Regions from separate parts of the Mus musculus genome. Here all the other regions are linked to region 1. The links are chromatin contacts, called in public promoter capture Hi-C maps. All regions are on one chromosome and are shown on one strand. Each heading gives the region's core, a stretch centred on a gene start, on an enhancer-like site or on the middle of the called end of the contact. The rest is flanking DNA. Distances are from core to core; before and after follow the strand shown.

Region 1 (6,854 bases), core at 3,061-5,560:
GCAGGATTTGAGAGTTCACAGCCTTGCCCACTTCCAGTCTGTACTTTCAGCTTTCTGCTGCAGTTGTCTGTTGGCATGCCTCCTGACATGGACTCTTCCTTTGGAAAAGTCAAAATAAACTCTTGCATAAGTTGCTTTTTGGTCATAGCCCTTTGTCACAGCAACAACTAATACAGCTAACGTGAAAGACACAAGGATACTTTTGAGAAGCTCAGACCTTTAGGGGTGTTTCCTTTTTATATGCATTCTTCTTTCTATCAACATTCATGCTTACCTCTGTGTTCAAAACCTCAGCTTCCTAGAGTCTTTTCTGCTGTGAGGTTAAACATTCTGTCTTCATTTAAGTAGCTGTCTCTAAGAAGTCCTCCGAGGGTGCTGTAGGTGACAGCACAGTTATTTCTGCACTTTCTGCCCCACTATGACTGACAGAACCTTTCTCTATAGACAGAGGTTTTTTGGAGAAATGGCCTTGGAAACAGGTCTAAAAGAAACAAACAGGTAGGTGTGAATGGGAAAAAGCATTCCTAGTAACCCAAGCTCTGTGTAAAGTCTAGAGGCAGTTAAAGCCTATGAAACTGAAGGAAAAGACTAAGAAGACAGTCAGTGAAGTAAGCAGGGGGTCAAAATATATAGGATTGTACAGAAGCCTGGATTGTCCTTAATTTATAACTGTGGTCCAATTTTAGAGTGACATACAATGAATATCCACATTCAGTAGAAACTGAAGTTTAGCTTTTGAATTTATAGTTCACATTTTAGATTTTTGAAACTCTAGAAGATTCACTTAACCATTACCCCCGGGAAAATCAAAAACCAAATTATATACTTCAATATACAATGTTACAGAAAGAAAAATGGGGGCACTGTGAGGACATGTTGGACCAAAGCAAGACCAAATTCTGTAGCTCTATGTCATAAGGCTGGACTTTTAATTTCAATTTCACTGCCAAATTTGCAGTGTTTTCTATGTAGTACTAGCTATTAAGTCAAGAGTGAAGGGTTCTGGATTCTTCCTGAATCTTTTCAGAGGTCTCTGAGGGAGACCAAGCAACATGTTACACAGATGCAACCCCTACACAAAGGCTGAAAAAGTCATTGCTGGTAGTTTCTCTCTGAAAGAAACAAATTCAATACTTTAGCCTCAGGCAAGTTCTCAGGACTTGGACAGAAAACAGCCAGATTTTGCCAAAACAGCACAGGAATGGATAAGTTAGTATGAAAATCTTGATTCCCTCTTGAGCTGGGACTCTACAATCTATCTTATTCTCAACACTAATGCCTATCAGGTTCTAACTAGAATGGCCTATTAAGCTCTGCTTATAGCATCCAACTTCTTTTCTAGTACAAAGTCTTCCACATTCCTCCAAAAACCCACCACAAAAACAAATAAACAAACAACCCAAAACCCCAACATGGCCAGGTTCTTCACAGCAACAGCCCATTTTCTGGTACCAACTTCTGTCCTAATTACTTTCTGTTGTGATAAAACACCGTGATGGAGAGAGAGCAACTATGGAAGACATTATTTTGGCTTACAGTTCCAGAGAAGAGTCTATAATGGCAGGGAGACATGGCAGCTGGCAACTGGAAGAAGAAGCTGAGAGAGCACATCTTCAACTGAAAACATGAAGCAGAGAGAATGCAAACTAGAAGTGGGCAACACTATGAACTCTCAAAGACTGCCCAAGCTATCTACTTCCTCCAGCAAAGGTTTACCTCCTTCCCAAACAGTGCCACTAATGGGAACCAAGTGTATACAGACCTGAGCCCATGTTTGGCTCAGTTTACTCATCAGCCATGTTTCTGGTGGCTTCTGAAGCTCTATCTCAGTGGGTCAATAAGAAGTTCATGTAAGATTACAGAGAAGCCCCTGATGATAAATAGGATTATAACTGATAATGAGAAATTAAGATGTTTTTACTGTGAACAAACGTTAGTCTTAGAGCCATTTCCAGAAAATTTCAGGTTCACATCTATAAACTAGTAAGTAAGACCACAAAAGTTTATGTTTAAGCATGGGTTAATTGTTATTTTAGCAGTCTCTAAAAAAACAAAACAGAACATATACATAGATACATACATATATACATACATACATACATATGGCAGAATGTGGTGGCACACACCTTTAATCCTAGTGTTGGGAGCCAAAGACAGGCAAAGCTCTGTGAGTTTGAAATTATACTGGTTTACGTAGTGAGTTTTGGGCCAGCCAGTCACTCAGTCACTTGGTAAGACCATGTCTTAAAGTCTTTAGGGTTGGGTCTCTATTTGCACCACGTGGACCCTGAGGATCAAGCCCAGGTCCTCAGTATTGGTGGTAAATGCCTTTACTCATTGAGCCACCTCACTGCTGCAGTCCAACTTTTCTTCCTTTCCTTTTTTTCTTTTTCTTTTTTTCTTCTTCTTGAGATAGGCTTTCTTTGTGTAACAGAACCCTGACTGTGCTAAAACCTATCTGAAGACCAGGCTGGCCTCGATCTCAAGAGATCAGCCTGCCTCTGCCTCCCCCTTCCTGAGTGCTGGGATTAAAGGCGTGAGTATTCACACCAGCCTATTTTAATACTTACTCAAACTATTTTTACATAAAAGTAATGTTTTCACTCAGGCCATTTTTACATAAAATTCTGTTAAGGATACTGGTTTTCTCGACTTTCTGCCAAAAAGGCACTTCAAGAAGACTCTAAATGGAGGAGTTCCTTTCCTCTCCCAAGGCTTCATATTTTTCACTGTCCATCCTGCCAGATTGCTATCAAAGCACCACAGACATGTCTCTTATCCAGTTGAGTTAACTGAGTAATTGTGCAAACCGCTACCTTAGTGCAATATTGATCTCTTTTGCTTAGAAAGTGAATTCAGCGCAGCCTGGTCCCATCTTATATTCCATTACCTACCAGCATCTAATAGGAGCATAAAAAAGAACTTTACTGAATTAAATGTACACCTGAGCGTTGGGAGTCATTTTTGTCTGCTTCTGTAAAAGCCTGTCTGTTAGGCGGAGTCAAGGCAGGTCAGGCTGACAGATTTCCTGGCCTGCCAACGGCATGGAACAAAAAGCTACAACTGAGGCTCAAGGAGAGAGGCTGAACGTTCGATTAATCTTTGTGGAAGGAACAGGGAGGCCTCCGGATGGGAACAGATATCCATTCTCTGTCAGCCATTGTCTGTGCTAGTTTGTGACTTTGTTTCCCATGATACTGTAAAGTGTATTAAGGTTATGAGAAATACATTTGGGGCCAGTGTGGTTCAGGCCTGCAGCCCTCCGGATTTCTAACCTTTGTCTCTGAGTCTTCTTTTCGGTCTTATAATCATCCTCACTCCCCCACTAGAAGACTGTTCAACTCTGAACCAGCAGGACCTGTGCAAATGAGCCTAGTACATTTTTTAAATGTTAAATTTAACATGGTGTTATATTTCTTTTTTGAGGAAACTTTCAGATATCTTCCCTCAAGTACATAATGAAAATGAGTACCTTCAAATTTAAAATTTGTCAATGCTTTTCCCACCAGAAGGTACTTTCTATTCTGGCAATTTTAAACATGAAACCAACATTTCCCCCAGAGATGTCTCTAAAACTGCCATAAACAGTTAACACTTTTATCTCAAATAATTAGACGTTTCAGATACATAAATTTTTGTTGGAAAGGATTTTACAGTTTGCAAATAGAGCTCTAATTTGATCCTTCATCTCATCAATCTATTTGTATTAGTTTACACTTCACACTCCATCTTACTGGTATAGCTCAGGATGGTCTTGAATTTGCTATCCTTCTGCATGGCCAATACCTGGGCCATCTCGCCCGACTCAACCAATGTTGAGATTGGCCCTTCATTTATGGAAACCCGAAATGACACATATAAGGTACCACATTTAAAAAAAAATCAAAATTATATTAATCTTCCCTTTAGTAATTGCAGTAGAACATTCCTTCATGCCCGCGGGGTTTCGAGTTTCTTAGACATCAGGTCATGTGGCTTTCTGGAAAGCCTCTCTCTAACTCTGCGACACCCCCATTCCTGAGCAAGGACAGAAAGTGAGAGAGGACCGTCGCGACTTACTCCACAAATGCCCGGGAGCAGAGGCAAAGGATCTTGTACTCCTCCTCGCGGTCTTCAATGAAGAGCAGCATTTCGGCCACATGGTTCCACTTCTCGCAACACATTTCGTTATCCGGGCTCGCTCTGGTGTTGTCCGCGACTGGGCCGGGCGCTGTTGCTGAAGACAGAAAGGCGTAACTCGCGCGGGCAGAGGAGCGGAACGCGCCTGGGGACGCTCGAGCCGGGAGCCAGCCAGCCGCGCTACCGGAAGCAGCGACAGCAGCTACCGGAAGGGGCGGGGCGACCGACGGTCCTACACCCAATGTGGCTCGGCCTTCTTCCTCTCAGGCAGTTAAAGGAAACCGGCACTACCCGCGTGTCTGCTTCTCCCGGCTCTGCCGCCGACCAGCTGCCGAGGTCGCCGATTTCCTGTGACTTTCTTGTCAGGTGCGTCGAGCTCCCCATGGACTTCTCCATGCTGTTCTAGCCGGTAGCAGGCGTGGTGTCCTGGTCGCGGGGCCCGGAGCGGAAAGCCGGACTAGTTCCCGGCCTCTGCGCCTGCGCCGTGCAGTATATCTACAACTGCAGTATTCCTTCCTTTCATAACTCCTAAATTCAATATACCAGTCTAGATGTGAATTATAGATAGGCATGGTGGTATACACCTTTAATCTCAGACTTGGGAGGCAGAAGCAGACAGATCTCTCTGAGATCAAGGCCAGCTTAGTCTGCAGAGCAAGTCAGGTCCACACAGATGCTGTCTCAAAAATAACTAAATGTCTTACAGCATTATTGGAGAGAGTGACTAGAGTTAGACTATGATGCAGTAGAAGAGTAGTCATTAAAAGAGTAGGGGACTTTAACCAAAAGTAGAAGAGCATTTTTATATTGAAAAACAAAATCTTTGCAAGGTAATGTACATCAGAACCCGGAGAAAGAAGCTTGAACTCAAGGGGTTTTTGTTGTTTGTTTTCTTTTTATTGATAAGTGACACATGGGTGTGAGGAGAAGGCTTATTGGTTATTCGAGTTGGTTAAAGGGACAAAACATTCACGGGTGCATGAAAGTTGTCCTCCGCCTTCACATGCTCACTCATGCATCCTCCCCACAGGGTCAGGTGATTAAAAAAAAACATTTTAAAATTCTTTAAAAAGCCAATGGCATGTAATAATTTTACATATTTCTGGGTCACGGGGCAGCATTTCAGTGCATGTAGAAGATCATGAGAAGATACATTCATGAGAAGATCCGGGGAAACGATATATTTCTCACCTCAGACACTGTTTCTTTGTGTTGGGGCATTCAAACTGTTCTCTCTTAGCTGTTTTTGGATACTCACTTTGTAATCCAGTTTTCCTACTGTGCTTTAAAAGTTAAGTCTTCCTTTTGGCTATGCTCCACACCCACTAAATCACCATGTCTATATACTTCCCTGCACTTGTCCTGACTCGCTGTTAATCTTTGAGATTAACTTCCTTGTATGAGAGACTGATATGGCACCACCCAGAGTTAGTGTGAGACTTCCCACCTCCATTAACAACAGCAAAACCAACCAAACAACCTCACAGACATTCTCAGAGGTTTGTCTCTTAGGTGGTTCTAAACCCATAAGCTGACAGTCAAGAGTAGCAACAACAGTGTTGCTATCTATTCTTCATATGTTTGATAGCCAGTGACTATTCAAGCCCCCCTTTTAATGGGATTATTTGGGTTTTTTGACTACTTAGAAATAAATCTTTTGACTCTAGAAATAAATCTACTGTTCAACTAATAGTTTTTTTTTTTGTTTTTTGTTTTTTGTTTTTTGTTTTTGTTTTTTTTTTGTTTTTTTTGCTTTGGATGTCTGTTCTTTGGAGGGCATAGTTTCCCCTATATTTTCTTTTAATACTTTAAAGGGCAAAATAACATTGCTGCCTTTGTTTAAAAGAAATTGGTGGCAAGAGCGTGGGTTTATTTTTATATTCTGTTTGGTTTCCTTGGTCTACATGTCTTCATGACAGTTCCATGTTCTGGTTACATTGAAGGTGGGTATGGTAATGCCTTCAGCATTATTCTAGGGCTCGGGGTTGCTTTGGACATTTCGTCTTTTGTGTCTCCATGTGAGTTTGGGGATTGTTCTAGTTCTATGAATGTATTTTTCTATTTCTGTGAAATGTCTGATTTTTTTATTAGAATTTTGCTGAATCCAAATACCGTTTTGACTAGTATGCACATCTTAACAACATTAATTTCTCCAAAACAAGAACATGGAATGTTTTCATTTTTTATATCTTCTTAATATTTTGGCCTTGTTTTTTATAACTTTTGTTGTAGAGATCATTCTTTTTCTTTGTTAAAGATATTCTTCATCTCGCTTAGGTTTTGAATGTACACTGTGCTCATAGCTGGAGGTAATATATATCTATATACATTACATATATATACACATATATATACATATGTACACATACACACACATATGTATATACCTGCAGTTTTCACTGAGGCTTACTCTATGAGGTTGTGAATTTTCTAGTGTAGAATTTTCTACTTGATGGCATTCAGATTTTTCAGTTTTGGAGCAGCTTGGGTTTTGGGGTTGACAGTGGTTACTTAACCTATATAGAACTTGGTCCTATTCTTAGTTTTAGGTATCTACCTGAGTCCTAGAATGTACACTTTGTGGTTAAAGGAGACTACTATAATTCTATTAATAAGTTTTCTAAGGAGGTACTAAATAAAGCTATAAAGTCACAAGATGCTAAAACTTATTAGCCGGGTGGTGGTGGCACACGCCTTTAATCCCAGCACTTGGGAGGCAGAGGTAGGCGGATTTT
Region 2 (6,854 bases), core at 2,467-4,966, about 18 Mb before region 1:
ATGCTATACTTGGATGTCTGTTGTATGCAGTATGTGTCTATGCACATATGTGTGTGTATATTTGTGTGCATGTGGAGGCCAGTGGTTGACTTTGGATGCCTTTCTCAATCACTCTTTTTTTTTGTTTTTGGTTTTCTTTTTTTTGGTTTTTTGAGACAGGGTTTCTCTGTGTAGCCCTGTCCTGGAACTCACTCTGTAGCCTAGGCTAGCCGCGAACTCAGAAATCCGCCTGCCTCTGCCTCCCAACACTCTTACTTTTTAAGACGAAGTCTCTAACTGAACCTGGAACTCATTCATTCAGCTAGGATGACTGGCCAGTAAGCTGCAGGGATCCGCCCCACCTGCCACTGCAGGAGTCACAGATAAGCCACTGCAACAAGCCTTTAGATGGGTTCTGGATCTATGCTTAGCTCCCCTGCTTGAGGGGCAGGTGCTGTACTGACTGAGCCACCTTCCCAGTTCTGGCTTTTAAAAAACAAACATATATATAGTCCCCTGACGTTTATGTACATTTGAATGCTTTCACCTGGTCCCCTTTTTCTTCTTTCATTTTTTCTATTGTTTTGCCCTTCTTCTTTAGCAACCCTGACATTCAACACCTCCTTTATCCTTTTGTCTGATTACCCAGGTCTTTCTTTCCTTTTCTATCCCTTTCTGGTCTTCTTCCTGTATCTTTTTACTTTGACACACTTAGCACATTGGAAAGTAGTTTTTCATTGTTAGTGCTGTGTCCACTGGTGGGCTGTCATTAATTTTTACACGTGTTTATATAGCTTGTATGGTTTGCTGTTGTTGTTGCCAAGTGGTACGTGGGTTAAATGTTCAGAAGGCGATCACTCACTAGGAAGATGCCCCAACCCAGAAGAAATATCCAAACCAACAGATATGCAAATCACAGCATATCAGAAAGCAAGACAGCATGACTCCCCAAAGACCATCCTCCAGCGACAGAACCCAATGATACTGAAAAGTCAAGTACCGGATAAAGATTTCAAATGACTTCTCATGAAAATGATCAATGACCCAAAGAGTATACAAATAAAAAGATGAACCCAATACAGGTCCAAAAGAGGAAACTCGACAACAGAGTGGAAGAAGTCAGCAACGTGGATGAAAGGTCAGCAGCAGCAAAACTACCCCACGCCCAAAATCTGAAAAGAAAAACAAGACAACAAACAAAAACCACAGCCTGAACAAAACAAAACCAACAGAAATGTTAGAAAGTAAGACCTCAGTAAATAAGTAGGTAAATAATACAGTGGAAAACATCATCAATAGAATCAAGTAGAGTCATATAACTAGAGGCCAAGGGTGACTAACACTATATTCAAATGCCAATAAGGAAAAGAACTAAAATGAGATACAACTGAAAGAAGAAATCTAAAAATCATGGGCTAGAAGAACAAGCTGAGATAAACACCAATCACACAGAATATCCATTCACTGGCATCAGAGGAAAAAAATTCCTCAAATCTTCAGAAAGAAACAGATATTCAAAACACATCTGGAGACTTGGAACCCCAAATACCTGCGACTGGAGACAAACCTCTCCATGACATTACAGTCATGTTATCAAAAACAGTCAACCATTGGTTAAGAGCACACACAGTTCTTCTAGAGTTCAGTTCCTAGCACCCATGTCAAGCTGCTCATAGCTGCCTGTAACTCCAGCTCCAGGGGATACAAAATCTTTGGCCTCTGCAGGTGCCCACACTCATGTGCACATACCCTTGCCCCCACATACACATAATTAAAAATAGAAATATTTTTAAACGAAAGTAAAGAAACAATATTACAAACTATAAGAAGAAAAATATGGGCTTGGAGAGATGGCTCAGCTGTTAAAGGGTAGGCTCACAACCAAAAATATAAGAAGAAAAATATGCACAAATCACCTATATAGTCGAAACATGAGACTAACTCCAGCTCTCTTGATCAACAATCCTCAAAAACAAGAAACCATGAAATAAAATACATTCTAAGCTCTTAAAGAAAATAACCATCAGCCAAGGCTGCTATAAGCCAAAAGTCTATCTTTTAAATGGGCGATGAGGGTTGGAGAGGTGGCTCAGCAGTTAAGAACACTGGCTTCTCTTCCAGAGAAACTGGACTGGATTCTCCAGCATCCATGGGGCAGTTTCCAACCGATAGACGTACAGTCCTAGGGAATCCGATGCTCTCTTCTAGCCTGTAAGGACATCAGGCACACACAGCCTGTGGTCTGCAGCTGTAGATGCAAGCAAACACCCATACCCATGCCCATACCAGAAAAGACTGGCAGTGACATGAAGATGTGGTGAGACAAGTACAAATTAGAGCAATGGCATCATGTCAGCAGAGCTGGCAAAGGCACGGAGGAGGTGACTATACGTAAGGGAAGAACATGCCAATCACAACAGCTTGGGAGGCCGAGGCAGGTGGGTCTTCTGATGTATGAGACACACATTAAAAGGTTTCTAAAAAATGGACCAGAGATGTTCTGGATCTCTGGAACAATGACTCGGATTGTTCTGGAAGACAAAGTTTAAACAATAAAAGAGTATAAATGTATATAAAGACAATAAAATCTTATAAAAGACAATAGAAGAGTATAAAATCATCTCTCCAGAAAATTAAAGTTGGAATCGTAATTCCATCTAGATCTCCAAGTTCATTAATATTTATTTATATCTTGCTCTCTTAAAAATTATAATTATTTTTTTCAGTAGTATTTAAATAGGTATTATTGCTGTTACTGTCATATTAAAATTCCCAACCATACCAATCTCTACCATATAGTGGTCATTTTCTTTTCTTTTTTTTTCTTTTTTTTTTTTGTTTTTTTTTTTGTTTTTGTTTTTGTTTTTCGAGACAAGGTTTCTCTGTGTAGCCCTGGCTGTCTTGGAACTCACTCTGTAGACCAGGCTGGCCTCGAACTCAGAAATCCGCCTGCCTCTGCCTCCTGAGTGCTGGGATTAAAGGCGTGTGCCACCACGCCCGGCCTGGTCATTTTCTTGTAAAGGTTGAACCTAATTATCTGCGTACTACTTGCGTTTAAAAATCTATAGCACCAAATGCAGTTAGCTCTTTACTTTATTTGCCAAACAAGAGCATAAATGCCTTAAATTCTTTGGCGGGGACGGTAAGATGGTGAGCAATAAAGTAGTGAGGCAGCGCTAGGACGTTCCCCGTGTGTCTTTCTTGGTTTGGTTTGGAAAGCAAGAACCACCTCCAGGATCCAGCAAGTTGAATGGCGGCTCCCGGGCCACAAGCTCATAGAACGCAAATAAAATAGGGCAAAGGTCGTGGGCTACCCGGCGGCGGCGGCACAAGAGACACGCTCTCCGAGGCCCAGATCCTTAGTCCTCAGCCTTTTTCCCCTGGCTTCTCAGACCTGGAGGGTTGTAGCCGCTGGAGAGAGCAACACCAGGTCCCGGAGGTCACCAGGGATGAGGACGGGGCAGCGCGGCGCTGCTTTTAACCAGACCCCACGGAGCCGGACAGCCCACCGCTCTCTGCCGCGCTTGCGCAGAGCCGCCCCGGCACCCGAGGCGTGCGGAAGAACCTCCGCGCCGGCGACACTCACCCGACCGTGAAGTTAGGCGAGGAGGCTGGGCGACCGCGCTGGGGCACCCAAACCCTAGCGTTTCCAGGAGACGAACCCCACGAGAGCCCAGCCTTCCACCTCTCCACATCGCGACTAGAATCCTACTCCTTTTCCGGTCCCTCCTCACAACAAATCCCCAGCGGAAGGGTTCCGCCTCCTACACTCGCGGATGCCGGCTTTTGCATTTGCATTAGTTAATGTGAATTTGTGGTCACCGTTAACTCGAGCTCCTCTATCAAATTATGTCTGCAATGAAATAAAGAGATGTTCCTAATAAAAGGCCACGAAGACCTACCTACCTTCTCGTCCTACGAGTCACGCCGTGCTGTTTTCGTATTTACGAGCTATCTCCTCAGTCTTGGAAAACCGACTCTAATGCTTAAAATCAAGTACGGAAATGCTTTTTCCGAGAAACCCATTCTCTTTCAATGCGCTCAAGTAATCACAGAGAACAGAAGTCCACATCTAAAGTACATTCTTTGAAACTGACCCTTTATTCTGTTCAGGATACACCGTATGTAGCAGAAAACTCCTTACACTCAGTTTAGACGTTTATTGGAAGTAGAAACGGAGCAGTATGAAAGATTCTAGTATGAATCTAATATGAAGTTCATACTAGTTTTTTTTTTTTTTTTTTTTTTTGTCAACTTGACATTAATTTGATTCACCAGGAAACAGGGACCCTCTCCTGAATTGCCTTCATTAGACTGAACTGCGTGTTTGTGGGGCGGCGTTTTCTTGATTGATGTTCAGCCCTTTGGAAAGTGGAACTGGGTTGTATCTGAAGCTTGCATTTATGGATCTCGCCCAGACTTCCCTCAATGATTGATTAGGATCTCTAAGCCAAAGAGAAAGAAACCCTTCCTAGAGTTGCTTTTAGTCAGTGTTTTATCCCAGCAACTAAAAGCAAACCAGGAACGGTTAAAAAACAAACAACAAAATAAAAAATAATGCCCTCATAAAAAGAAGGGTAAACTCCTAAAATTTAGGGCGTCATTCTACATTTCAGCAGGCAGTGCTGTCCTTTAAATCGGGGAAACTTACTAAGCTCTCATCCTCTGAGCTAAAATACTAACCTCATAAGCTGTATGAAAACCAGCTGCTCTATCACTGTCAGAGGTCCCTGTGTTTGGAGGTATATGGCCATTTCTCCAAATGAAGGTGGAAAGTTTTATACACAAGTTGAAGTGTCATGTTTTTGCTGGATTGACAGACCCACGGAAAATCATGGTTAACACTCTTAAGGACTTCTGTGCATGGACTGTACTTAACATTAAGTGTACACCACACAGCTCCATAGCCATCCCAGTCTCGCTTCAGCAAAGGCAGGAAGTGATATGCTTAAATACTGGTAGGAAGCAAAGAACCCTCTAAATCCCCCCACGCAGCAACAAAACGCTTTTCTGTAAGTTCAGTTGAGCTGTGTCAGAAATAAAATTGTGGTGACTGTAATGCAGTATGTAGCCATTACTGTAGGAAAGTTCCAGAGTAACTCCAGTCTTACTTATGAACAAGCTGTAAACTAGCTCATACATATTTTAGAAAACTCAACACCCATTTAACATTTGCAATGTGTTCTAGTTCTTTAATAAAAAATGAAGGGTAAGTCACTTTATGTCTACACAAGCTTTATCCCTTTGAACAATCTACTACATCCATCCAGCTGAATGAGTTCTTGGACTTACTCAAAAAGTCTATCACACGGTATCCACTCTGAGAAATTCTATATTGCCACATTCTATTTAAAACTGAACTTACAGGGGAGTTGGAGAAATGGCTCAGTGAGGACCCAAGTTTCAGTTTTCACACTGTGACTCACAACCATATGTAACTCCCTATCTAGGGCACCTAACACCCTCTTCAGGTCCTTGTGGGCACCCTAACACAGATATACACTCACTATCACTAGTTCAGTTTAGAAACTTCAATGTTAATTTTTTTAACTTACTATAGGAATTTTTAGCCTTATGCAACTCCTAAAAATTTCCAACTAAAAAGTTTTAAAGCCCAGGGTCTAGAAAAATCACACACACCCCATTAAAGAAATAAATCCCAGAGCCCCTTGGTGATGGTTTAGTGGCTGAAAGCCCTGGCTGCTCATTCACAAAGTTGAATTCCCAGCATCCACAGGACCAGGTTGAATTCCCAGCACCCATATGGTGACTCACAACTGGAACTCAGGAACTCAGAGTGGAGACAAATGAAGGCAAAACACCAATACACATAAAATACATACACATTACAAGTTTTTTAAAAGTTGTAAAGCTCTTCTGCCATTATTCTTCATATTTCTTTAAAATGGACTATATTTGGGCATTTACCTATTGTGCAGTACAAAATCGACAAGACAGTTTACAAAGGCAGAAAACACATACATTACTGGAACTGCACAATATTGATATTTTGGGGCCTTAAAGCAATCTTGTAATTCTCCAAATAGGGTGGAGTCCACCCATATTCACAAAATCACAATGACTCCTACACTAGAGAACGTGGATTCCTTCAGCTTTTTTCATACTTACTATATATGTGCAGGCATGCACGGAGCAAACGTGGAAGAGTTACAGGACAATATTATTTAAATGCAATGGTATTACTGGATACTAAGATTATTATTTAAGTAAAAATATTTGACTTGCAGATTGTTCTACAGCACTTCTAATTCATGTTCGTGTGTGTGTGTGTGTGTGTGTGTGTGTGTGTGTGTGTACCATGTGTAGGTAAGTAAGCACCCACAGAGGCTAGGCTAGAGAGGGGTGTCTTACCCTGGGGGCTGGAGCCACAGGAAGTTGTGAGCCACCTAGTGTAGGTGTGGGGAAACTTAGGTTCTCTGCAAGAACTGTAATAAATGTTCTTAACCACTGAGCCCTCTCTCCAGACTTGCAAAAGGGAATCTTGTAAAGACATTCTGATCAAACAATTCAGATTGACTGTCTTGAAAATTGAATGTATTCATTTTTCAAAAGTGTAATTTTAAAAAGTACTTTATAACCAAAGTTTACATCTAACATTTATATACAATTTAGCATTTGCACCCTAAATTATGCAAGCCCTATTTAAAAAAATTTCCCCACTCAAATAAATACTGTTACATGTAAAGGAAGTAATAAATTTTCCACAAAAATCTTACAGTTGGAAATACAATCATAATGCAGGTGTATCTATTAGTAATCATGAATACTTTGTTGGTTTTAAAAGGTTAGATTTAATGATAAAAAGCGTGCAAATTATTAAGCAAAACTGGCGAATTCCTTTTGATTTTCATTTG
Region 3 (6,854 bases), core at 2,680-5,179, about 18 Mb before region 1:
AAAACTTTAGGATGCTCAGCTCCCTCACATAAAATAGCATTTTTGTTACATAAAACAAAAATCTGAGTATGCTTACTAGATCCACTTTACCAAGTACTTCTAATCTGCAATTGGCTGTACCTATAAATATATAACCCACTGACAGACAGGTTTGTATTTTTGTTTTTGTTTTTAAAGATAGGTTGATTTCTCTGTATAGCCCTGGCTGTCTTGGAACTCACTCTGCAGACCAAGCTGGTCTCAAACTTGGAGACCTGAGTGCCTCTGCCTCCTGAGTGATGGATTAAAGGCATGCACCACCACAGCCCTGCCAGAACCTATTTTAAATTAAAAGTACCTGCTCCTACTTGTAAAGTATTTTGAAGCTTGTTGTTGAGTTTGGTCCTGTATTTGGACTTTTAGTTTGGAAAACATGACTATGTTCAATATGAACAGTTCCACAGACACAATTTTTAATTCAACTTTTTTTTGTTTCTTGAGATAAGCAAAGGCACTACTGCTGAACTATATCAACAGACCCACTAAGTTTTAATAATGGATTTAAACCATGAAAACTTATGGTCGTATATTGGGTGAGTAATAATTTGGAAAACGTTAACTGTTGAAGGCAGACACTGTCTGAAAATCTCCATAAATTAAAAGTTAATATGCAATAGTTCTTGTAGAATAAATGTTTGAATGCTCAAAGATTTCCTTATGAACAGAGGAAACCTTACTGAGTGCTCGCTCTATCATTGTATTGTGTTTATATTAAATGGTTAGGTATTTTACTCATTTATCACTCATATATGTTACCCACTAAATATGCAACTTTAGCCACAAAAAGTATATCTTAATATTACTATTTATTTAATGCCATGGTTTGATTTCTAGGACCTAGGGATACACGTAAGTAGTAGAGAACTTGGCTTACATATGCAAAGCCTATGTATGATCCCCAGCACCCTCATGTCCCCCCAACACAAGGAGAAAAAAAATCCTGAGAGCCATAAAATAGCTCAGTAGGTAAAGGCACTTGCCACCCATCCTGGTAACCTGAATGCATTTTATCCCTGTAACACACATGCATGGTCAAAGACGAGGACCAATTCGTGAAAGTAGTCCTCTGACCTCCACAAACATGTCAAGGCACGTGTGTTCTCACACAGAGACATACGTACACAAAATAGATAAATGTGGCTTTAAAAAAAAAAAGATTGAATCAGCTTAGTCTCCTTTTAAGACTTATTTTCAGAGATCATCAACTTTTCAGGTTTGGAGAAGTCTAATTTTGATGATTCATGCAACAGACTGTTGACAAAATTTTCTTTCACAGGGTAAAGTTAAATGTGATTTTCTTGAAAAACAACTTGAATTTGGGAAGACTAGAAAAGCCAATAACCAAAGACTGCACTTGATTATCAACAGTATCATACTGCTGGAAAAAACTAAAACCAGAGTTATGGACTAACTGGTAATCTTCCCAAAGACAGGCTGAAGTCCTAAATCCATGTTACCTGTACTTATTTGGAAACCAGTGTCTGTGTGGATACAGTACTCAATTTAGGATGAGGACAATTTCAGATGAGGACAGACATAAGTATCTGAGACTGTCCTGTGCCTACAATGCCAGAGATTGGACAACTCTACAAGCTAAAGAACAGAAAGATAGGTGCCATCAAAACCCAGAAGGAAGGAAGGTACCTGTCAAACTTTGCTTTCATACTTTTTGCCGTTAGAACCATAAAAGAGGACATTTCAGTTGTTTTAAGCCACCTAGTTTGTAGTAATCTGTTACAGTAAACCCAGATACTAACACTAGGATTATTATCATTCAGTCTTTTCTATAAATTATTCTGTATTAGAACTGCAAATGACAACAAACAGACCTGGAGCCAAAGGATGGCTCACTGCTTAAAGACGTGCTGGCTGTTCTTACAGAGCACCCAAGCTCAACCCCAGCATCACATCAAACAACTTAGACTTTCTGACATTCCAGATCCAGGGGACCAAATATCCTCACACTCATGTGCACATTTACACACTCAACACAGGCATGAGCAAGCATGCGTGCATACACATGTTTACACACACACACACACAGAGAAATAAAAATAAATCTTAAATGGAAAAAAGGAAAACGCTTCAATTGACTTCAAAATGACTTCTTCAAATAATGACCGCAAATATTTACAAAACTCATTTACAGATTGTGACAAAAAGATGAGAATTGAAATATGTTTTAAATCTCTTTGTACCTAGCAGTTCTGTATTCTTAACACTAAAGGGATTCAGAAGTGAAAGCAGTTAAGATCTTGAGTTGGTGGCTAGCCTGGGCTCCTTCCCCCAAACTGAAATAAAGTTCTATAGTAGCCCGAGTCGGTAATCTCAATTGTAAGAAGCTAAAGCAGGAAAGGCGCTGAGCGGTCTAGGCCAGTCTTTGCAACAGAGTAACAAAGAAACAAAACACCGACCAATCAAATAGAAGCTGGTGGGAAACAGCAGACACCTGAAAGATTTAGCAATGGTCAAAAGTGGAAGAATCCGGACAACAAAAGCTAGGACTGACACATAGACATAAAGTAGTAATTTTTCATTGAACAGAGACGGTGGCCAGAAGGCTCAGCAGCTACAGCACCGGCTGCTCTTGCAGAGGACCTGCCTCCAGTTGCCAGCACCTCATGGCAACTCACAACCATCTGTAACTTCAGTTCCAGGGGATCTCCACAGAAAAATACTATCTTTTTTTAAAAATGATTTTTTTCTTTAACTAAGGAAATAGGAGCATGCCCTCAATTAATAATGTAACAACATTGTTCCATTAATAGTAAAAAAAAACAAAAAAACGTGTCATGGAAGTATATGTTACTGAGAAAATAAAACACGTGGTTATACACTAGCTGTTTAATTTTTCTATAATTAAATTAAGTTCTAGGGCTTGATGTGGTAGTGAATACATTTAATTCCAGCATTCATGAGCGAAGGCAGGAGTTCCAGGCCAGCCAGGATCATATAATGAGGCTCAAAAAAGTCCTTAAATATAAAGCTTACTTATGTTTTAAATTGTGTGTCTTAAGAATATCCGAGAACTCATTACGTCTCCCCTGATGCTTTAGAAAACCACCCCACAAATAAAGTCTTTACTGTTCTGGTTTGGTTTTAGCTGGATGTACTCAAAAAAAAAAAAAAATCCAAGATTGTTTTTGTTTTATCTAGGGTTAGGAAGAGAAAAGGTAAATGAAGTATTAAAGACTGCTAATTTAATCAAGCACAGTCAAAATTTGCTCAGTGCCCAGTTTTGTTAAGATGACACTATTATCCACAAAACTACGAAACAACTGAAATATAGGATACTACTTGTTTCCTCAGTGATGCTTAACACATAATACCCATCACTGGGTAAAAACACCAAAACTAAGCAACTAAATGATACTTGTCTAGGACGCAGCAGAAAGCGGTTGCGCCTGCGTAGTGCGAGTCGCAGAGTCGAAGTTCCAGATCCCGGCCCCCGCCGCCTCCGCCCCTCCACACTCCCTGCCCCTCAAGGGTTCCCACTGCGCACGCGCACTGCTTAACGGCCGCTCAGGCGCCCAACAATTAGTCCCTTGCCTTCTCAAAGGAAACTCTTAGTTCGAAGAATGGGTCGTGAGCCCTCTCCTTAGCCAAAGGCGGTTCCCTTCGGGCGACAGCGGCTCTCTCGCTCACTCTCTCGGGCGGACGCCGGAGCTTCTCCGGAATGAGGTTCTGGCGGTGGCGCCAAGCAGCGTACGCAGCCTGAGTCCCGCTCCGTTCGCCACACTGACCCAGAGGACTTTAGTCCTCCGGCAGGTCCCCCGGGGTAAACTGCTCGTCGCTTACCCGCTCCGGTTCCGGAATACCGCTGTCGCCACCGTTCCTGTAATTCTCTCCAACCTTTCGATGCTTCTACTTCTTCATGAACAAGACAAGATGGCGCCCGGTGGTTCTCACCCGGAAGTGAATGATAATAACATCCGCTTTTCGGCTGAAGTCACACTGATTCTCAGCCAGGCTTACGACCATGTGATCTTACCGACGGGACGAGTCCGCGCCATTTTTGTTGAGGGCAAACCCAACCCACCTCGAGTTGGACCCTCTTGTGTGTGAAGCCCGTGTCATACCCGACACATTTTCATTTGTACAGCCAGCACAAAGCCGAGCCTAACGTTCCGGTACAATGGACGGAATTTAGTAAACTTTAGGCAGGAGACCCTCGAAGAGCAAATGCGTTCTAAGAATCAGTTCCGCTTTGGGAAGGATGCTGAATCGCTTTGCCTCTTTCAGACTACGGAGAGGACCGCAAGTCAAACCCTGCCAACTTGGAACTCACTGTGCCAGGCCTGAGTCGCAGAGCCTGAGTTCTGGAAGCAGGGTGTTTGCTAGGTCTCCTTGTTCACCTCCTAGCATCGCGCCCCCTGGTGGGAACATTTACTCAGTTCAACTTCGCTCAGCTACTCTTTAAGGAAAAGTAACTGAGAAGCAGAGTTTCCACTGGTCCTTCCTTACCTAAACTCCAAGATGGCCTCCCGAAAGGAGGTAAAAGGTGTTTAGCGTGAACAATGTTCATATATCTAAAATGTCAACTTTCCAGACTAGGAGTTTAATTACAAAAGGAAACAAAAATTCTAAGAAACACAGCATTCTTAACCTAAATATTGGAAAATGACTTTCTTGAAATGTCAGTGTAACTAAAAAGAGTTATGAAGGAGAATTCCAGGAAAAAGTCTGTGTCTGCAAAGATTGATTGGAGCTTCAGTGATGTGGAGAGGTTGGAATTTTACAAGTCCAGAGGCTAATTACCCAATCTGGCCCTAGCTTTACCCACGAATTGCCAGTCTTTGCCAACCTCCCCATATTAGAGCTAAATCCTGTGACTAATAGATTAAAAACCTTTTAGAACTTTTAAAAAAATGATTTATTTATTTTTATTTTATGTGTATTGGTGTTTTGCCTGCGTGCATGTCTGTGTGAGGGTGTCAAATCACTTGTTGCTGGACTACAGATAGTTGTAAGCTGCCATGTGGGTACTAGGAATTGAACTCTGGTACCAGCGCTATTAACCACTGCCCCAGCCTTTGGAACTTTTTAACTTAGCTGACTCCCAGTTTCCACCAACCCAAGAGCTAAGAATGTTATCAGATAGCATCTGCAGCGATGTAAAAAGTGTCCCCATCTTGCTGTAGCTTCTGTGATGTACACACCAATGTATCTTAAGCCTGCCTTGGTTTATGACTGTCTGTTCTTTAAAAACTATAAAATGTCATGAAACCACTTCCGTGTTATAAAAGAAATTTGGCATAACTGTGTTCCTTGTGCCATGGACATTCAAATGTGGCTCCACAATAAACTCTCTTATTCCCTTTAATGTGAGAACTCTGTTTTTAGCACCCACACCATGCACTAAAAATCTAAGTCTTTGAGTTGGGAACTGCACAAGAAATATCAAATTACTCTAGAAACAAGACTGTAGTAAACTGAATAAAGAAAATATAGGTAGATGTGAAAATAGGAATGCCCTTTACAAGAAATTCTGTAATTCTCAAATGAAGTATTTGAAAACCATGTAGTCTGTGTGATTAGAATAAAACCCTACTAAGTAAACACCTGCTAGCCTCAAGTTTGCCTTCAACATGTAATTTGGGGAGTGGGGTGGAGAAAACTGCCAATTATCTGGCAATACTATGATGTGAGTTCATGAGGTTAGTACAACTAACTCAGAAGGAGACCTGTACTTGACTATTTCCATTTAGCATCTATAAGAACTCAAGGAGATCTACTAGCAGCCACCAACCCCGTTGCTGGGATTGAAATCAAATGTCACCATACTTCACCTCACTGAGAAACATTCTAGCCAGGAAAATGGACGATCTTTGGTGAAATCTGCTTGGATTAGCAAGGCTATGGAAAATTCCTGCTCCCTATAACCATCTGTAATATATCCCAAGTAAAACTGAAACGAATACTTGGGTGACAACTTTTGCCCTCCAAGGACCTAACATATTAGTGCACAGAAAATTTTACATTGTCAAGTGATTAAATATTTTGACTAGGGACACTAGTGTAAACTAGCCATTTTGGATATCCAAATGGGAGGGCCTATTAAATGCCTTGTAGGGATTGCAGGCACACATCACCACTCCCATGTGTGGATGTCAAGTTCTATTTTATCAGAATATATGCTGTTATGTTAAAGCTCTGAACAGCTATCATATATGAGGTCTGTAATTTGGCTATTGTGTACTGTAATTATCAAGTGCCAGCATCTTGTCTGTATTACCTGGCAATCTACTATTAATGATTACCAGAGAACTTTAACTTCAGGTTTGTTTGTTCCTATTTATAGGGCTGGGAAGATATCATCATTTGTAATGCAAGAAGACTTACTTGTGTTTGATTCCCAGAACCCACACCTAAGAAAACAAAACAAACAAAACAAAACAAAAAGCAGGAGCTGTGGAGTACATTGTGGTCCCAGCACTAGGAGTGATGAAGGTAGACAGATCTCTAACATCTATTGAGTTCAACGTCAATTAAGAGACCCTATCTCAAAAACAAAGGTAGAGGGGCACCTGAGGAATGCTCGTGAATGTCCCCTCCCCCCACATGTGCATATATGCTTATGAGACCTGGTCACCAGGCCACATGTATTCAGCTACTGCCAGTTCAGATAGTACATATGAAGGCTCCCCAATGACCACAAAGTAAGCTGCTGAGTCATTTGTGAATATATCAGAAAGCTAGCCTATCTTGAACAAAAAGCAGCCACTTAAAAATTGTATGCACTAGGGGCTGGAGAGATGGCTTATCGGTTGACTGCTCTTCTGAAGATCCTGTGTTCAAATCCCAGCAACCACATG
Region 4 (6,854 bases), core at 2,957-5,456, about 18 Mb before region 1:
TTTACCAAGAAATTCATAGTTAATCTTTGATATAAGGAAAAAGGTAGGTTTGCAGAGAGTAACATGGTGAAGATCAGATGGCAGGATGGGAGCGATAGTAAGACCTGGGTTCCACTCCCAACACCCACAAGGTGGCTCATATCCATCTGTAACTCCAGTCCCAGGGGAGCCACACCTCCTCAGCATTAGGCACAGCATATAATGCACAGATACAGGCCAAATACTCATACATATAAAAAAATAAATACAATTAAACAAACAAAATAGGCAACAAAGCTATCCCAGACACAGAAAAGGTCTCTTGACTAAGTCATCATCTTTTTTTTTTTTTTTTTTTTGGTTGTATTTTCCTGTAATTCTTTTTTTTTTTCCATTTTTTATTAGGTATTTAGCTCATTTACATTTCCAATGCTATACCAAAAGTCCCCCATATCCACCCACCCCCACTCCCCTGCCCACCCACTCCCCCTTTTTGGCCCTGGTGTTCCCCTGTACTGGGGCATATAAAGTTTGCAAGTCCAATGGGCCTCTCTTTCCAGTGATGGCCGACTAGGCCATCTTTTGATATATATGCAGCTAGAGTCAAGAGCTCCGGGGTACTGGTTAGTTCATAATGTTGTTCCACCTATAGGGTTGCAGATCCCTTTAGCTCCTTGGCTACTTTCTCTAGCTCCTCCATTGGGAGCCCTATGATCCATCCATTAGCTGACTGTGAGCATCCACTTCTGTGTTTGCTAGGCCCCGGCATAGTCTCACAAGAGACAGCTACATCTGGGTCCTTTCAATAAAATCTTGCTAGTGTATGCAATGGTGTCAGCGTTTGGATGCTGATTATGGGGTGGATCCCTGGATATGGCAGTCTCTACGAGGTCCATCCTTTCATCTCAGCTCCAAACTTTGTCTCTGTAACTCCTTCCATGGGTGTTTTGTTCCCAAGTCATCATCTTTTGTTTGGATTTTTCGAGACAGGGTTTCTCTGTGTAGCCCTGGCTGTCCTGGAACTCACTTTGTAGACCAGGCTGGCCTCGAACTCAGGAATCCACCTGCCTCTGCCTCCTGTGTGCTGGGATCAAAGGTGTGCGCCACTACCGCCTGGCGACTAAATCTTCTTGCTTATGCAAAGTTATAAGGTAAAATGAGAACTACTGGATGCTAATTTAAATAATCATTTATTCTTAAAGTATTTTGCTTAGGCCAACCTTAAAAATGGACCTCACTAGAAATGCCTGAGATTAGTCAACACTGGGCTATAATACATAAGGTGCGAAAAGTATTACCCAGAACACTGAAATGATAATTGTCTAAATAAAAGCATTAACTATAGACTTTAACAACTCATGGAAATTACCATATAAAATAGTGACCAGCTATAGTATACTACTTCAACCAATATAAAAGTTTACCATTTGTAAAAAATATTTGTAACTTCCAATACTCCTCTTCTGAGAGAAACTTTAGGTCCTTTTGGCGCTCTTTCAACAGATCTTGTTTATCCAAAATCCACTGCAAACTAGAGAAGGTAAAGATTTAAAACATGGCATAGAAAGGCAACAGCAGGGATGGGAAGGGGAGGAGCTGCTTGAGGTACTGGGAGGAGAGAGGGTTGATATTGGGATGTAAAGTGAATAAATAAATTTATAGGAAAAAAGCCAACAAGCCAAAGCATTTAAAACATTAAGATTCAATAAGCTTACCATCTTCTACGAGGCACACCTCTCTCTGTCTTTATTTGTCTGTTTGGTTCTGGTTAGCTCTGGCTATCCTGGAACTCCTTCCATGGATCAGACCAGCCTCAAGCTCACAGAGATCGGCCCCTCCCCATCACCACCAAGTTCTGTGATTAAAGGCATGCAGTGCTTCACCCAGCTTCTTCTTCCTCCATTTATTTATTTATTTATTTATTTATTTATTTATTTATTTATTTGGAGGTATGTACTTAAAACATTGATAAAAGACAGTGTCTGGCTGGGAATGCAGCTGAGGTAGAGCACCAGTTTACCTCTGAAACTTCAGCATTAACTCTTCAGAATAGGTCTCTAAAATCCTTAGTAAATTATGTTCAACAATGAAATACTTGAGTTCTTCAATACATGCTCACCTGTTTCAAATACATTCAGACCTGGAGCAAATTTTATATTTTTCTAATTTAATCCCCTTTTCAATCAGTGTTTTCACCATCACCCCCAAGTTTCTCAGTCTTGTTGGACCAATAAAATCTCTTTGGTTTTTGTGAGTGCTATTTGTGAGTGGAATATATTTGTGAGTGCTTTGCTGGATATAAATCTGTGTCAATCAGTGTGACTCCCGTACTGTCTGGTCGATTAACAAGGATGCTGTAGACGCCATTTCAAACTCTCAGGTAAGTTATTCATCAGAGTTCTCTAGTTTTTCAGCAGCCCACTGGCAGCCTCAGCAAGATCGTTTGAAGAAAAAAACAAAAAACAGGAAAACTTGAGGGTAAAGAATCTCTTGATGGTTTCAAAGCTTCTCTACCTCTTTCTCAATTTCCTTCATAGTGTCATGTGTACCAAACACCAGCACACAGGTTTTCAGACCCTCTAGACTAAGAACCATCCTGGAAGATAGACTCTTGCTATATCCAAAGACTTACTACTGCCTGTCTTAGTATTATGTCACTGAGACAGGCAATCAAGGCATTATCTGAGCACCAGGATTAAGTACAGGCCCAAGCTTTATCCCACCTTTTTGGGTCATCCCCTTTTGTATTTCATTTTTTTAATGGAAACATCTCAGTGAGTGAGAACAATGTAAAATAATGTCCCCCAGTGATGCTTCATTGGCCTTTCATCTTCCCAGAAACACTTGGTAGCAAGGGAGGACCTGCTTTCAGAAACAGGTTTCCAAATTCAGTTTTCTTTCTTTCTTTTTTTTTCCCCCTTCTTCTTCTTTATTCTCAGGCAAAGAGGGAAACAAGCAAACCAATTCACAGAATTAAAATTTTGTTATTCTCTTCCCACTAAAATTTAATTAAACTAAATGTCTCTATCTAGTCCTGTTCATTTTTTATGTATTTAGTGGAAAGCCTGCTCAACGCTTAGCCCAAGCATACAACTTCCTGCATGTTTAACCAAATGTATTTAGAGACAAATATCTTTAAGATTACTTTAGCCCTTCCATGGTCACTGAAAGACATTAAAATTTAGTGATTTAAGTGGTTAAAGGAAGAGGACAAAATCTGGGAAATACACGACTTTAAGGCAAAATATAAGACACTGGCTAATGAATGAAAATGGATATATTTTGAGAGCCCCTGTGCTCGCAAATTCTAGAAGCATTAAAGTCAATTTAGGAGCCTGCAATTGGTGGCTCATGCCTTTAATTCCAACACTTAGAAGCAGAAGCAGAGGCAGGCAGATTTCATTAAGTTCGATGCCAGCCTGTGAGTTTTAGGGCAGCCATCCCTCAACGTGAGAAACACTGCTTCGGGGATGGGGGTAGTGGTGTCAATCTAGGCATAAGGCTGGGCCAGGAAGCAGCAGGTAGAAACAAGCACGACTCACTCCTCTCCTCTGAGTAAATATTAAATCTACAGTAAGGCGAATGACAAGAGATTATAATATCACTGCTATGAAAAAACAAACAAACAAACAAGCTAGCTAGCAATAGCCAACCATGTCCATCCAAAGCAGGGAACCTCACAGAGCTACAATGGGTCACTCTTTCCCTTGCCGGTGCCCACATCATCCCACCAATCAAACCCCAAATTTGAAATGAAACCGCCTCCGACTCCCTTCCCGGAGATCAAACCCCTTACCTCTTACCCATCCTTCGAGCTCACCTCCCCTCTGCTCCCGAAATCTCTCTGTGAGAAGAGGGGAGGCTCGCAAACGACAGCATCACGTTTCGGACCCCCGGCTTCCCAGGGAGGGCTCACCCGCAGCGGCCAGGATGGAAACCCCGAGGGATGGGCAGGCCCAGCCCTCCTGTGCCCCAGCCCCGGCCCCAGGCGAGAAAATGGAAGCTCACTTACTAGTGGGAGCTCTGCCAGAAGTTCCCTGCCATGGAATAATACTGCTTGCCCTGATACAAATGCACCAGCCAGCAAAGCGGCCCGCGGAGCGACCATAGACACAGTCCGGACGACTGTGCTCCTACCAGACTGGCTGGGCTGAACTCCACAGCCACCGCAGCCGGAGGAAGAGAACAGCACCCTCGTCGCCTTGACGCCGGTCGACAACACTGAGCGGCGTACACCGGTTCCGGCAGACAAAAGTTCCGGCCCGCCCTAGTTGCGGAGGAAGCTAGCAACCGCCCGACCGCCAATGGGCTTGTTGAGGCGGGAGCTAAGGAAACACGGGCGGAGGCTCCCGGTGGCGAGAGGCTCTCCCCGAGGTTTCCTGCCAATTCTCCTCCAGAGCGTCCACACACTGGGTTTCTGGTCTAGTGCGGTTTTCTTTTGGGTCCATTTAGGGATCTTGTTAATCCACGGTGTAGGCCTTCAGAAATAGCACACTGGCGTTGAAGAAAGCATGGCAGTATATGACTGCTTTTTCCCTAGGGCTGAAAGGAGAAATAAATGAAAGTAATTTTGGCCTTAAGATGTAAGTGCTCTTAGTAAAGTTCCTGTCGGTATTAAGCCTAACGAGTTAAGTGTAGACTTAACTTAGAGTAGCAATCTTTTTATGTCAGAGCCGGCTACTTGTTTACCTAAAAACATGAGCATATAAATGTACATCTAGCTAACACTTACGTTCCAAATGGGTATGCCGCAGAAATGCAATTAAATAATATTTAAATGTTGCTGTTATCATTGCAACTTTGCGTTCGCGTTTCGTACTGTACTTCGGCGGCAGAGTCAAGAACATGAGGAGTTTCAGGCCAGTCCTTGCTTCATGCTGAGACGCCATCTAGGGGAAAAGAGGAAAAGGGATGTAGATAATCAAGGATGTAAAATGCTTGCTGGTGCCCCAGAAGCTCTGGGTGATACTCAGCACTATATACACCTGCAAGCTAAGGGTATTCAATACCCTCAGATACGTTGTTTTGGGCCAGCCTAGGACAGGTGAGGATCTATCTAAATCTTTTAAGTTTTAATTTAAATTAAAAAATGTCTCTAAATGATTGGGCACACCTGAAAATTAGTCAAGAATTCCGAGGAAGATAGCACCAATGTTTTTCCTTTGTGAGTGGAGTCTAATTGAGATGTGGAATGGAGTGAAAACAATTTCTATAAGTGAAACTAGTATGCCAACTATAGAAAAGATGTTTTTAAATTCCACCCACTTAGGCACGTACACAATTAACCTGTGAAATACATTTATTCTTGAATTTGGATGAGCTAGACTAGGCTTCATTGTTATAACATTGTTATACCCCCAACTTAGCTTGAAAATTCGTCTCATTCTCATGGTATTTCCTAAAGCTGGCTAGTTCTTCCTGGCTGCCCTCTAGATCTTCAGAGAACTAGAGGGTTTCTATCTCCCAACTATTCATTTCAATGTTCCTTGCTTCCAAGATCAACATCTTTCTGGGCAGAACATGACTCAAGCGAGCTCTTTAATAACTAGTATTAAGAGTCTTGAAATAGAAACAACCCAATCAATTTTCATGACCCACTGACCAGAATATACCCAAATGACTCCAACTTAATAGCCAAGGTACCTAAAAAATGTTGAGAGGCATGTAATACATTTGTGAACATTACTGTTTGTTTCACTGCAGATCAGTTTGTTTGTTTGTTTGTTTTGTTTTTTCAAGACAGGGTTTCTCTGCATAGCCCTGGTTGTCCTGGAACTCACTTTGTAGACCAGGCTGGCCTGGAACTCAGAAATCCGCCTGCCTTTGCCTCCCGAGTGCTGGGATTAAAGGCGTGTGCCACCACGCCCGGCAGATCATATTTTTCTTTTTCTTTTTTTTAAAGATTTATTTATTTTATTTATATGAGTACACTGTAGCTGTCTTCAGACACACCAGAAGAGGGCATCAGGTTCCATTACAGATGGTTGTGAACAACCATGTGGTTGCTGGGAATTGAACTCAGGATCTCTGGAAGAGCAGTCAGTGCTCTTAACCGCTGAGCCATCTCTCCAGCCCCTCAGATCATATTTTTCAAAATGTGTTTTAAAGACACAACCATCACCCAAGTTGTGCATCATAGAGATTTAGATTTGCTTTAATTCTCTCTGCTCTTTTCCTTTTGTTTTATCAGCCTTGCATAAAGATTCTGTAACAAACTGCTTGCGATGTTTTATGTGCTTCTATGACACTTTTTTCTTTCTTTCTTTCTTTCTTTTTTTTTTACTGTTTTAGACAAGATCTCACTATGTACCTTTGGCTGTCCTTAAACTCACAAAGATCTGCCTGCCTCTTTCTCCTGAGTGCTGGAACTAAAAGTGTGAGCCACTACACCTAGCTCCTATAACACTTTAAAAACGGGAAGGCGTTAGCACACATCTTTAATCCCAGAACGCAGGAGGCAGAGGCAGAGGCAGAGGCAGAGGCAGAGGCAGAGGCAGAGGCAGAGGCAGAGGCAGAGGCAGAGGAGGCAGAGGAGGCAGAGGAGGCAGAGGAGGCAGAGGAGGCAGAGGAGGCAGAGGCAGAGGAGGCAGAGGCAGAGGCAGAGGCAGAGGAGACAGAGGCAGAGGCAGAGGAGGCAGAGGCAAAGGCAGAGGAGGCAGAGGCAGAGGCAGAGGCAGAGGCAGGCTGATCTCTTGAGTTTGAGGCCAGCCTGGTCTACAGAATGAGTTCAAGAATGGCCAAAGCTGGGCTGGTGAGATGGCTCAGTGGGTAAGAGCACCCGACTGTTCTTCCAAAGGTCCAGAGTTCAAATCCCAGCAACCACATGGTGGCTCACAACCATCTGTAGCGAAATCTGACGCCCTCTTCTGGTGTGT

The links. Promoter capture Hi-C pulls out the DNA fragments that hold promoters and counts their contacts.
Region 2: a contact with region 1 is called in a promoter capture Hi-C map of pre-B cells. The contact joins the promoter of Coq3 here to the promoter of Tgs1 in region 1. A contact is called at or near these places in 2 of 39 promoter capture datasets (cranial neural crest and pre-B cells) and 1 of 484 Hi-C or Micro-C datasets (CD4 T cells).
Region 3: a promoter capture Hi-C map of pre-B cells shows a contact between it and region 1. The contact joins the promoter of Pnisr here to the promoter of Tgs1 in region 1. A contact is called at or near these places in 3 of 39 promoter capture datasets (cranial neural crest, frontonasal cranial neural crest and pre-B cells) and 1 of 484 Hi-C or Micro-C datasets (CD4 T cells).
Region 4: a contact with region 1 is called in a promoter capture Hi-C map of pre-B cells. The contact joins the promoter of Ccnc here to the promoter of Tgs1 in region 1. A contact is called at or near these places in 3 of 39 promoter capture datasets (cranial neural crest, pre-B cells and second pharyngeal arch cranial neural crest).

The regions. Positions count from the first base shown.
Region 1 is chr4:3,572,335-3,579,188 of GRCm38.p6, reverse strand. It overlaps Tgs1 (trimethylguanosine synthase 1), which reads right to left and starts at 4,310. Exons shown (of 13, transcript NM_054089.4): 1 at 4,060-4,310. The coding sequence starts at 4,163. Tmem68 (transmembrane protein 68) reads left to right here and starts at 4,336. Exons shown (of 8, transcript NM_028097.4): 1 at 4,336-4,485.
Region 2 is chr4:21,876,508-21,883,361 of GRCm38.p6, reverse strand. Coq3 (coenzyme Q3 methyltransferase) reads right to left here and starts at 3,716. Exons shown (of 7, transcript NM_172687.2): 1 at 3,566-3,716. The coding sequence starts at 3,674.
Region 3 is chr4:21,845,123-21,851,976 of GRCm38.p6, reverse strand. Pnisr (PNN interacting serine/arginine-rich) reads right to left here and starts at 3,929. Exons shown (of 11, transcript NM_001369189.1): 1 at 3,838-3,929. It overlaps 4930528A17Rik (RIKEN cDNA 4930528A17 gene), which reads left to right and starts at 3,529. Exons shown (of 1, transcript NR_028384.1): 1 at 3,529-5,650.
Region 4 is chr4:21,725,053-21,731,906 of GRCm38.p6, reverse strand. Ccnc (cyclin C) reads right to left here and starts at 4,206. Exons shown (of 12, transcript NM_016746.4): 1 at 3,992-4,206; 2 at 1,404-1,510. The coding sequence starts at 4,023.